3 separate regions of the Mus musculus genome follow, and regions 1 and 2 are each linked to region 3. A link is a contact called in public HiChIP or PLAC-seq data. All regions are on one chromosome and are shown on one strand. The core of a region is the stretch at or near the end of the contact, and the rest is flanking DNA. Distances in the headings are between cores, read along the strand shown.

Region 1 (3,656 bases), core at 531-3,030, 980 kb before region 3:
GTGGGATTTGAACTCAGAACCTCTGGCAGAGCAGTCAGCGCTCCTAACTGCTGAGCCTTCTCACCACGCCTTATGTTACTTTTTGAGATAAGGTCTTACTATGTATTCTAGACTGATCTCAAATTCATTAGGTAATCCATGCTGGCCCAAAACTCATAATCTTCCTGCCTCCGTGCTAAAGTTTCAGATTTGCACACTCAAGCTTTGCTTACTCTTTTTCCCCCAGTGCCAGGTTGACCCAAGGACCCGAAGCATGCTAGGCAAGCACGTTACCACTGAGCTACATCGCCAGTGCCTATCCTTTGTGATAATTTCTTCATTTTATAAAGTAGAACAAGTGATCCTTCCCTTTTCAAAATTTGATGACCAATTAATCATAAAATGTGGTTGGTGGGTGTAAGAACGTGGCACCAAGACACACACACACAAATAAAAAGTAATGCAAATTTTGAAGAGATTTGGGGGAAAACACCTCTGAAGAGGGGGAAACAGTAAGTAGAGAGAATCCTGGGGAATCAAACTCAGGCCACCAGTCTTGGTGGCAAGCATCTTTATCCCTGTGCCATCCAGCTAGCCCTCCCCCAAGATCCATTGCATGTGTAATCCTATCTTGGTGTCCTCTTTAGAAGACCAGCTGACACCAGGATTGTCCAGTTTTCTATTCTTGTATGAAAATGACCCTCAAGCATGAGTCCCACCCAAGAACAACCATGTATTAGTTCCCAAGATTCTGAGACTTAGGGGCTCCTGTGTGACCCAGCTGTAGAGTGACGTAGATGGGTTTGGAAGATTTGCAAACCTCACTTATGTATCTGTTGTGCAAGAATTGAGACTACAAAGCTGGGTGCAGCTGGGACTATCAACCCAACCATAGTGTCTCTGGCATGCAGGCCTTTTGTTTTTCTTCTTAATATGTTTGAATGTTTTCCCTGAATGTACTTATATGCACTATGTGTGTATCTGGTATCCATGGAGATAGAGAGCATCAGATCACATGAAACTGAAGTTAGAGATGGTTATGAGCCAGCATGTAAGTGCTAGGAATTGAACAAAGGTGCTCTAACCCCTGGACCATCTCTCCCAGCATCCAGGACTTAATCTGAATATCTCTTCAGATGTGCCTTTGCCTTCATACAGCACCATTCCTGCCATACTCTGATGTAAAAGAAGCAAAAGACACATTCAGAATATAAATAAATACATACATACATACATACATACATACATGCATGCATGCATGCATACATACATGCATACATACATACATGCATACATACATACATACATACATAAAGGTGGTCAACCAATTAGTTTGAAGCCAGAAGAGCCAAAAAATTCAGAGTGATACTCTAAATAGCCACACGGGGTCACCCTTCCACTTATGAAAACACCTGCCATTTAAACCAATTCTAACCAAAAGCATACTAACTACAACAAACATGCCAGACAGACCCCACCTGGTGCCTCCTAGTTTCTACCCTCATTTGTCATAGTAGCCCAACTCTCAATGACCAAAAAGGACAGGGATTTGGTACTGATGAGACGTTCTAATGAGTCAGTCCCCAAACTACAGCCCTTGTGAAGGGAGGTAGAGCAATTTTGTTGTTGGCACATTTTTTTATTTTTCTACAAATGCAGAAGGTGTCATGAGAAGTGACCCCCGACCACATATTTGCTGATCATTTGAAGCCTGTGAAAGAGCAACTCTTCTATTTCCTAGTGAGCATAAGGACAAAGGAGACAGGCCCTCTGGCCCACTTCCTCCTAAGGGTCAGCTGTGGTCTGCTGCTGCCTTCTGAAGCTTTCATCGGTGAGGAAAAAACAAGGAATTATTGACTGCTGTTGTGTAGGACTATTCTCCCAGAGAAACTGCCAGTATCTTCAGGAGTCCAGGTGAGCCTCTTACAGGGCAACCATCACAGCTGTGCTGACTGCTGACAGTGCCCTTGTAGAAGGAGGAGATGGAAAGTGCCATGGGACCCTTACCTGTTCACCCCTCCCTACTAGTTGTGTGCACATGGCCCCAGTGTGGAGGAGGAATAGTATACAGGAAAGGAAGCTCTGGGTAGAGGACTCCCTCTGCCTCAACATGGGGTGTCATCCTCCATGCTGGAGAGAGACAGTCCACCAGAGCTGTGTAGGCCACCAGAGCTCCTACCTGCACCGCTCTCATGGGTCTGTAGGGTTCCCCAAATGAACTTTAGTGGACTCACACGCCAGCCTATTGGTCCTCAGGAAGGGGGGGGGGGGGGTGGGATATTGTTTACATCTCCCACAGGAAAAGAATTTTAGGAACAGCTGTGACTGTAACTTGATGGTAAAGTATTTGCCTATAATATGAGGTCATGGGTTTGATTCCCAGTATAAAAGGGAGTCGGTGGGGGGTAATAATAAAGGCCAGTGAGTTATGTGTTAAAGAAACAGTGCAGCTAGAAGTGCAAGTCCTAAGGTTGATTCTCCCACAGAGAATGCGAGTCTTGTTTGATTGTTTTTGTTTGTTCATAGAGGGTCTCACTGTATATCCTTGGCTGACCTGGAACTGACTCTGTAGGTCAAGTTAGCCTTAAACTCACAGAGATCTGCCTACCTCTGCCTGTTGGAATTAAAGATGTGAACCAGCACACCTGGTTTACAGTAGTCTTATAAATCTGGAGTGTCCTTTGCCAAGTCATCTGCACAAGAATTATTCAGTTTAGGCCTGGTGATGAAAAAAGACTCACCATCCCAGGCATTGATGGTGGCAAGAGACAAGTTTGGAGTGTGGAATGTCTGATGTGTATTGAAGCAGTGTCTTGTATAGCCCAGGCTGGCCTCAAACTCATTGTGAAACAAGGACCTTGAATCCCTCTTTCTCAACTTCCTGGGTTCTGTTATCACCATACATGGTTGACAAGGTACTGGAGATGCAACATGCTAGACAAAAATTTCACCAACATACCCAATTCTCTCAGTTCAAATTTCTTGATAGCAAAACACAGTAACATCTTTTAACCTAAGGAAGAAGTGAAATTTCTTAGAAAATATACCATTTCTTAGTAAATGTTCACAGAATCAGAGAGAAGGTCAGAAACGCAGGTTTAGAATATGAACTATTGTTGTGGGATTCTTGTGTGGGCAACACTGCCCAATAGGGAATCCCCATTTACAGCCTACTAGATCCAGAGTCCCAAAAAGAATTTTATGTCTGTGTTAAGATCACATATGAATGAGGAACATGTGTAAAAAGTGCGTGCCTGAGTGTCAGCCTGAGAATTCTCATGAGAAGCCTAATGTAGAGGAGCATGTCTGTAACCCAGCCCTTCCATGGCAAGACATGAAGGGTAGACAGGAGGAATGTTAGTCAAGTATGGAAAGGCATCCTCTGATTTCTGCATGCATGTCCACACTAACATATATACACACCGAATAAATCGTGTTTTAAAAGAGATCACATTTGTCTTCCCCCCTTACCCTTTGGGGACAGCTAAAGCTGCAGGTAACATTAAACCTTAATATAACCATGTTTTCACACACACACACACTCACACACACACTCTCTCACACACACACACACTCACACACACACACACACACACACACACTCTCACACACACACACACTCACACACACACACACTCTCTCACACACACACACTCACACACACACACTCACACACA
Region 2 (3,842 bases), core at 139-2,638, 940 kb before region 3:
CTCTCATGCCCTTGGGGCTGGTTCAACCTGAGCCCAGGCCATCAGGGCCAGCTCTACTGGGGCAGGGCCAGCTCTCCCACTCTCATGACCCAGGGGCCAGCTCTCCAGCCTGCCATGAGTAGCAAGGAATGAAGGGAGGGAGGAGGGCATCTTTCCCTCTTCCCACCGCACATTCTTTTTAAATTTTTTAAATTTGTTTTTATTTTAAATATGTGAATACAGTGTGGCTGTCTTCAGACACACCAGAAAGGTGTGAACCATTACAGATGGTTGTGAACTACCATGTGGTTGCTGGGAATTTAACTCAGAACTTCTATAAGAGCAGTCAGTACTCTGAAGCCATCTCTCCAGCCCTCTGCACGTACGTTCTTAATGGGGGCTTTATAACATCCAGAAATGACAGAAGGACTGTAAGATAGAATTTCAAAAGTGAAACTATTTTAAAATATGCTATATGGAGCTAACATTGGAATGCCCAAGCACAAAGAAGCCTCTTTTAATTTCTCTCACTCAGTTACCACATCCAAAATTGAATTTATGTTCAATGCATACCCTAAATACACTCCTGCCATGCTAGTTCTAACCCTACACATTCTCCTATGAAGGTTCATTTTCACTGTCCAGTTGGCTGAACAGAAAATCACCATGGAAATACTCTGCTTGGCTTGTGCACGAGTGTTTCCAGAGAGGGTTAACTGAAGGAAGACCCTGCAAGTGGGTGCTAAGTGGAGCTTGCGTACCAGACTGAGTAAAAAATGAGGAGACAAGCTGTACCTCTGCTTTCATCTACCTCTGCTTCCTGGCTGTAATGCCATGTGACCAGCTGGCTCATAGACCGGTGACCATGACTTTCCTGCTGTGAGGACTGTGTACTCACACTGTCATCCATAAATCCTGCCTTTGTGAAGTTGCTTTTTTCAGATATCTTTCAGGACAGTGAGGAAATTAAGTACTCTGCCTCTTAGTCACTCCACGGGCTGGGCGTGGCAGTGCATGCTATAATCTTAGGAGGAGAGCAGCAGGGTTGCTCTGGGTCTGAAGCCAGCCTGGAATACACAGAGAATACCAAACTACCTAGATTATAGAGCAAGACCCTATTGTTTTGTTTTAAGCAAAATAAAATAAAACCAACTAATAATAAATCCTAACCTCGCTTGCCATCCCTTGAATCACTTCGAATGCTTCGTTTTAAATGTTTGCAATGCTAGGTTTGGGTCCACGAGCTTCCCCAGTGCTGACTAGGCACCGACCATTGAGCCATATTCCAAGCCCCTGGTTCTTTTCTAAATATTCCAGTTCCTCATGTGAAAATTCTCAAGACATCATCAAGGACCTCGCTGCCCATATGCAGTAAGACCCAGGCATGCAGACTTGTGCTCTGTTCCCCTTCTCAGAGTTGGTGCAATGTAGTGAGCCAGGCTTCTTTCAAGCCCTCAGAGTTCTGCTAGAACAGTAGTCCCTATTGATTATAAAGTGCCCAACTAATTCTTCTCCAACACATCACAGTCATTGGTGTGTGTGTGTGTGTGTGTGTGTGTGTGTGTGTGTGTGTGTGTGTGTGTGTGATTGTTTTCAGCTGCTCAGTCTTTGGTTAAGTGAATGAACAGTGAGCCTAGTTACTGACTGTGTCCCAGATGAGAGACTGTGACAATGAGCAGGAACCAAATCTGTAGCAACTTCACATCCTTTTTTAAAACTTCCCAGATAGCTTGTTTATCTGTGTCTTTGATCTAAAACCTTTGTTTCTGAAACCCTGCCATTTGAAAAGTGTTTGTGTAAAGAAGAAGGAAGAGACTCGCCCCCCTCTCCTCCACCCTGCCCCTGCAAGGAAACCAGTAAAGGCCTAGGAGCAGAGAAGCAAGAACTCCAATCCAATGAACTGCCAGAAGGCCCTTCTCCACCCTCAGGTTAACCCACTGCTGCTCCCTAGGAATCTCACCAAATTCCTGTAATGGGCCCAGACCTTAACATAAATGACTTCATGAGGGAAGTACCATTCAGGCCATAAGCTCAGCACATGGACAATACCCGCCAAATCAAAAACAAAGCCCTAATCTATCCAAGTCTGGGAAAGTCCCTAACCTTGCCTTTTGCCTTCTATAATTCAACTTCTGGCTAACTGTTCTTATTAAATGAAGTATGTTAATATAGGACATGGTGTTTGTGCTTAAAAGCTCACTCTGAGAAAGGCTTAGGGCTACACTGGTAGTCCCAATACTCTAGGTAGTTGTCAGTCAGTTAGCAAAGACTTTCTATTGCATTAAACCTGTGTCCACATAGTCTTCTCTGGTGGACACCCCTACCATTTATGAAGAAAAGACAGACATGTTCGGAACCTTTATGCAACACAAGTGGACCCTAGCTTCGTCTGTCAGACTATAATCTCACATTTCCTATATTGCTTATATATCCCAGCAAAATCTTTCAAGCAGTGTATAATTACAATGTGATTACATTTTAGTTGTCTTCTCGTGAATGATTATTAATGTTTTTACAATGTGTTTTTCAATACCTTTACAAAATATAACATTACGTAGTACAGGTAAAGAAAACAAATTATTCTCAAAAACCCATGTACTTGTTATACCAAGCAACTCGTGTAAGCTAGCAAGGTAGTTTCCTCAGCCAGTTTCTCTTATTGGCAGGCAGCAATTTGTGGTAATAAAAAAAAGAAATAATTATTTCATTATCTATCTTTAAAAGTAATCTTGTAAGAACCATAAAAGAATCACAAATCTAAACTTTTATATAAAAATTAGTTGTATCTACCTTAAACCCTCAAAATACACATCTACTCATCAGCAATTCTTAATAAATCCTATCAGGAAGCTGAGGGGGGAAACTGGAATAAGAAATCAGTCATCCTCTTTCTCTTCCGGTCTCCGGCGCTGCGGGAGCCGCGGGTTACCGTGCAGACATGGCCAAGTCCAAGAACCACACCACACACAACCAGTCCCGCAAATGGCACAGAAATGGCATCAAGAAACCCCGGTCGCAAAGATACGAATCTCTTAAGGGGGTTGACCCCAAGTTCCTGAGGAACATGCGCTTTGCCAAGAAGCACAACAAGAAAGGCCTGAAGAAGATGCAGGCCAACAATGCAAAGGCAGTGAGTGCGCGCACAGAGGCCATCAAGGCCCTGGTGAAGCCTCAGGCCATCAAGCCCAAGATGCCAAAAGGCCCCAAACTCAAGCGGCTGGCTTTCATCGCTCACCCTAAGCTTGGGAAGCGGATTCGAAGCTACATGGCCAAGGGTCAGAGGCTCTGCCAACCGAAGCCTAAGGTCCAAACCAAGGCAGGGGCCAAAGCTCCAGCTAAGGCCCAGGCTTCAGCTCCAGCCCAGGCTCCCAAAGGTGCTCAGGCCCCCAAAGGTACCCAGGCCCCTGTGAAGGCCCCATAGAAAAGGCTCCTGCCAGTGTGAAGACAGACGGACTGCTGTGACACACCTCCCCACACACTATTTGCAGATGACCAGTGTCCTATGCTGTTCTTACAAATAAACTCAGGCAAGATCTGTTTAAAAAAAAAAAAAAAAGAAATCAGTCCAGTCTCAGTGAAGTCACTTCAGCCAGTGCTGCCATTGTTCTTGTTCCCTGACCATAAGAGGTCCCTAGCTTAACTAATAAGAGTATGCCTTTCTGAACTTCAAATTATTCCACAATATTTTTTGCATCAGAGCCAGTAGTAAAAAATTCTCAACCTACCTTCACTAACAACTTTATTTTTCCAAATATTTTCTAAGGGTGGTGGCCATTGCTGACAATCTACATTGCTTAGTTCTTTTCTAGGATGGTGATTAAATCATTAGTCTGCTCCAACAGCAATGCCTGAACGAGATAAAG
Region 3 (4,000 bases), core at 1,002-3,501:
CATAAAACGTTTATTGGTAGCTTGTGGTAGTTGTTGGAATCTTCTAGGTACTGCTTTCAATAGCAGCATTCGACACAGAGCTGACTAAGTGGGCTCTTGGTGACAGATCCAGGGGTTGCCAGGGAGGGGTAGGGGCTCCTCTCTTCTTAGGAAACTGTGAATGTTCATTAGAACCTTCTAGATCCTCAGTGAAGAAGCAAATCTGAAAAGATTCTGTTAAGTTCGAATTTCCTGCTATGGTCTGTGGTTTCTTCTTTCTTAGAAGACACCCTGGATATTGTGCAGATGCCAGCAGGCTGATCCCTGGCATGTTTTCAAGTCCTCCTTGAGGCATATGAATTTAAATTATTCACTTCTTCCTTCTGTTTTGTAGAAAAAAGAAGTTATCCTGCAATTCAAGAAAGCAATAGCAAATTAACACACCTGTTAGTTCCTGCTGACACCTATCTGTTTGTTTTTTTTTTTCTTTCTTTTCTTTTTTCAGCAGCATGGTCCCATCTTCATGGTTTTCATCAATGGGAAGGGCCTCTTCTTGTTCATGGCCCATCTTAGCATGTCACTTCTGCTGGATGCTGTTTGTTCTGGGACCTTATTATATTTCTGATACATCTTCAGTACAGTCAGGCATGACCATAGGATGTATTTAAGCTTTTTCTATTAAACTCTTGGCCTCTTCCTGCTAGGTTAGGAGCTCAATGAAGTTCCATATGGGAGCCCTGTATGTGGATCTTCCCAGGTCCCCATGGCCTTTTGACTATTTCTTATTCTGGACAAATCAGTATTGACAATATAGGATAAAAGTGTTTAATATATTGAGATCCAGAGTTTGGTTTTGGTTGTAAGAAACACAACCCTTTTAGTGGTCTGGTCTAAAGTTTTGACACTATGTGGTTATAGCAACCTCCTTCACCTGTGGTTATGGCAATGTCCACCACTCTGGTCATAGCGATCTCCAGAGGTTCATTTATCCTGAGGTTAAACATTAGATTTGAACACTAATCTGTTGGTTGCAAGCTGTGACCAATAAGATAGTCTACATCGTCTTGAATTCCTCATTCTACAGTCCTATTAGAGGACTGCATCCTTTGAGTATTTTACAGAATTTGGTAGGATTACAAACTATCCAACAGGAATGCATGGTAAGTTCACTTTACTGCAGTAATACTGCCCTCAAAGTGTCTTGGCATGTGCCTTACAAGGCAGTGTCTGATGTTCACTTTTGTTCTAGGCTTAGCAAAACTCCTAAACAAGCAAGCACAAGGAATTCATGGCTTCTTCAGTTATTCCATTTACAATCATGACAGTAACTAAGATGATTCATACCCTACTAGAATTCTGAAACATACAGCCCTTTAAAACACTGTAATACATCAGGAGAAGCCCCTACATGTGTGTTTTCTGGTGTGGGGAAGAGTTGGTTTTACATGTCAAAAAGACTTCCAGTTGGGTAAGGTGCTTGTTTGAGAAGACTCTGCTTCAACTCCACACAGTCACTTGTATTGCTTTGGGTAATGACATCAGACCATGCTCTATTGTCAGCATGTTGCTTTCATTTGCTTGGGCACTCTGCATTTTCTCTTAGTTTTAGTGGGGTTATAACTCAGATTAGTAGGATTAAAACATCACAGCACGTCTCTGGCCTGAGAGATGCAGGGAAGTATTGGATAGCCTCAGTGAACCCAAGAATGAAGCACATACTTTATGCAATGTACCAAGAAGCACCCTTTGAAGGGCTTGTGGTCTAAATTCATATTCTCATGGCCATAAAAACTAACTAACTAACTAACTAACTAACTAACTAACCACAACTTGCATAAGCTTGAGACCCGGAGCTATTTAGCAGACACTATCAGAGATCTAAGTACATTTTAGTAGATGCAAGGATGTTTAATGAATGGTTGTGTTTAATGAATGAATGTTCTGGTGCCACTTCCAACCTCAGTAGGGCTGGCAGCCTTCATGCAGGAGGAGAACAAAAGGACAATTTCTAGGCAGAGAAAGACTTCAAAGGGGACCAAGTCAGGATATGCTGGCCAAATATTTTGGCAGTGGCATCTCAGTAACTCTCTTCAGGCTTCCTGGGCACCAAGACTTCATGAGGGGCATGGGGCTCCAATACTCGGGCAACTATCTCTGTCTTTCTGCACAAACCTGGCCAGATGAGGGTTCTGTTTCCTTTATATGTGGTTGTTGGCCAGACCACATTGTTTTCTATCTAGACTGGGAGGTCACAGTGACACAGTTCAGGCAGGCTTGTGACAAGGCCCTGGAGGATCAGACAGGAAGTGGTGAAGCCTACTGTTGCTGTGGGGCCCTAGAGAAATGGATGGAGAGATAGAGAAAGACTGGAAGAAAAACCCGGGTGCTATTGGGAATCTGGGAAACTGCTGAAATATCCCTGAACCCTGCCAGGTCAGGGGTTGGAGGGTGGATTGAATAAGACATGTAGAAGGTCTGTCTTTAAGAATTTCACCTGGATGATACTGCCAGGAAACAGGCCTTATCTATATTTTGTATGTTGTCTACCCACAATGTCACAACTAAATTGTGAAGTGCTATTTACATGCTTATTAAACAATCTTGAAACAAGACTCAAGGTATGCATATGGGTTACCAGATACCAAGGTGAGCCTCACACAGAGCACTGCCAGGATGTAGAGAGGACATAAACACAGGACAGAGTTCCAGAACCACAAGGAGACAACATATCCATTCGTGTGAGTTGTCATTAGCAAATACTGTTCTGTTTTAGCTCCAATGTCCACTATGGTCTTGCTTGCACATTTACTGCTATTTCCAGTGAAGACACACTTCTATGTATGTTTTCTGGTATCTTCATGGCTTATCCATTGGTCTGCAGTCTTCTGCAAAAGTCAGGTAGGTTACTACATCATGAATTCACTCACCTGCCGCGATGGGGTTCCTGACTACCTTGAACACGTGTGTTATTTCTCAGGCTTGAAACTTAGGGATCCTTGGAGGTCTACCCTCACTACAGACTGGATTGATGAGTAGCAGGTGACTGATTCATTTGTGATCCCATAAATATCCCCCAAGTGCTGTGTACCCTAGAGGCTCACCTGGGTGAGGCTGATAACAAGGAAAACTTTTGCCTTCCCATGGACATGGAAGCCAGGAGGCTGAAGACCCACCATCAGTAAAATTACATCGTTACTCCAAGGAATCATGAAGACAAGTTAGTAAGTCAGTTTTAAGTAGGAAAATATCTGAAGATGGCAGAGAAGTGAGTAAAGCAGATGGAAAATGTACCAGGCAGGAAGAGCCTAAGCAAAAGACTCTTAGGTCAGAGCACAGGATGGGTATAGTAGAACTGAAGGACCAAGGGTGGAGGGCCACAGTCCACTGAGCATGGTGGAGGTGGAGAAGGACACAGGAAGGCTATGGATTCCACTCTGATGCAAAGCAGGATACTGATGTCAGCTAGGGCAGCATGGCTTTGCTGCCTGGAGTGTCTGCCTTTCTTACTCTGCCTGATCTCCCAACAGCATTACCACTCTGATGCAGTTTGGTGTGTTACAGGGAGTGCAGGCTTATCTGACCTCCCATGCAAAGTGTGGTCCTTTGCTGACCTCACATCTGTGTCACACTCTGATCTCACCCCCTGTTTTATAGTTCCTTACAATGGCTAGCTGCATCTCTCTCCCTTTTCCCCTCCTCCCCTCATCCCCTCCTCCCCTCCTCTTTTCCCCATATTTCCTTCCACATGTGCTCTTTGCCACCAGCAGGTCACAAACTTGGACCTAACTAAAGGGTGAACTCTTAGAAGCCAGTGCTAGAGCATCAAGAGACTGCCTGGTGCTAAATTAGAAGAACCCTTCACGTTTCTAATCTCCCTGCATGTTCAGCAAAGGACTAGCCTCAGAATCCTTATGTCAAAAAGAAAGCCTATTGGATTCTTATGATGTCTATCTGCCTGCCTGCCTGCCTGCCTGCCTGCCTGCCTGCCTGCCTGTCTGTCTATAGCATGTGTGCGTGCCCT

What was found. HiChIP or PLAC-seq counts read pairs in DNA pulled down with a chosen protein or histone mark.
Region 1: an H3K27ac HiChIP or PLAC-seq map of large pre-B cells shows a contact between it and region 3, with 5 times the contacts expected there. The contact joins two enhancer-like sites. A contact is called at or near these places in 1 of 484 Hi-C or Micro-C datasets (adipose-derived mesenchymal stem cells) and 1 of 115 datasets of contacts at active chromatin or transcription factors (large pre-B cells).
Region 2: an H3K27ac HiChIP or PLAC-seq map of large pre-B cells shows a contact between it and region 3, with 4 times the contacts expected there. The contact joins two enhancer-like sites.

Annotation. Positions count from the first base shown.
Region 1 is chr9:7,712,876-7,716,531 of GRCm38.p6, forward strand. No RefSeq gene overlaps it. Among named protein-coding and RNA genes, the nearest start is that of AV064505, 19 kb to the left of the region's middle. Within about 2 kb of position 1,781, at least 10 of the 459 cell types and tissues checked have an H3K27ac peak or open chromatin away from gene starts, as enhancers often do.
Region 2 is chr9:7,748,808-7,752,649 of GRCm38.p6, forward strand. It overlaps the pseudogene Gm10709. Among named protein-coding and RNA genes, the nearest start is that of Tmem123, 13 kb to the right of the region's middle. Within about 2 kb of position 1,389, at least 10 of the 459 cell types and tissues checked have an H3K27ac peak or open chromatin away from gene starts, as enhancers often do.
Region 3 is chr9:8,691,155-8,695,154 of GRCm38.p6, forward strand. All of the region lies in intron 3 of Gm32014 (predicted gene, 32014), which reads right to left. Among named protein-coding and RNA genes, the nearest start is that of Gm32014, 48 kb to the right of the region's middle. Within about 2 kb of position 2,252, at least 24 of the 459 cell types and tissues checked have an H3K27ac peak or open chromatin away from gene starts, as enhancers often do.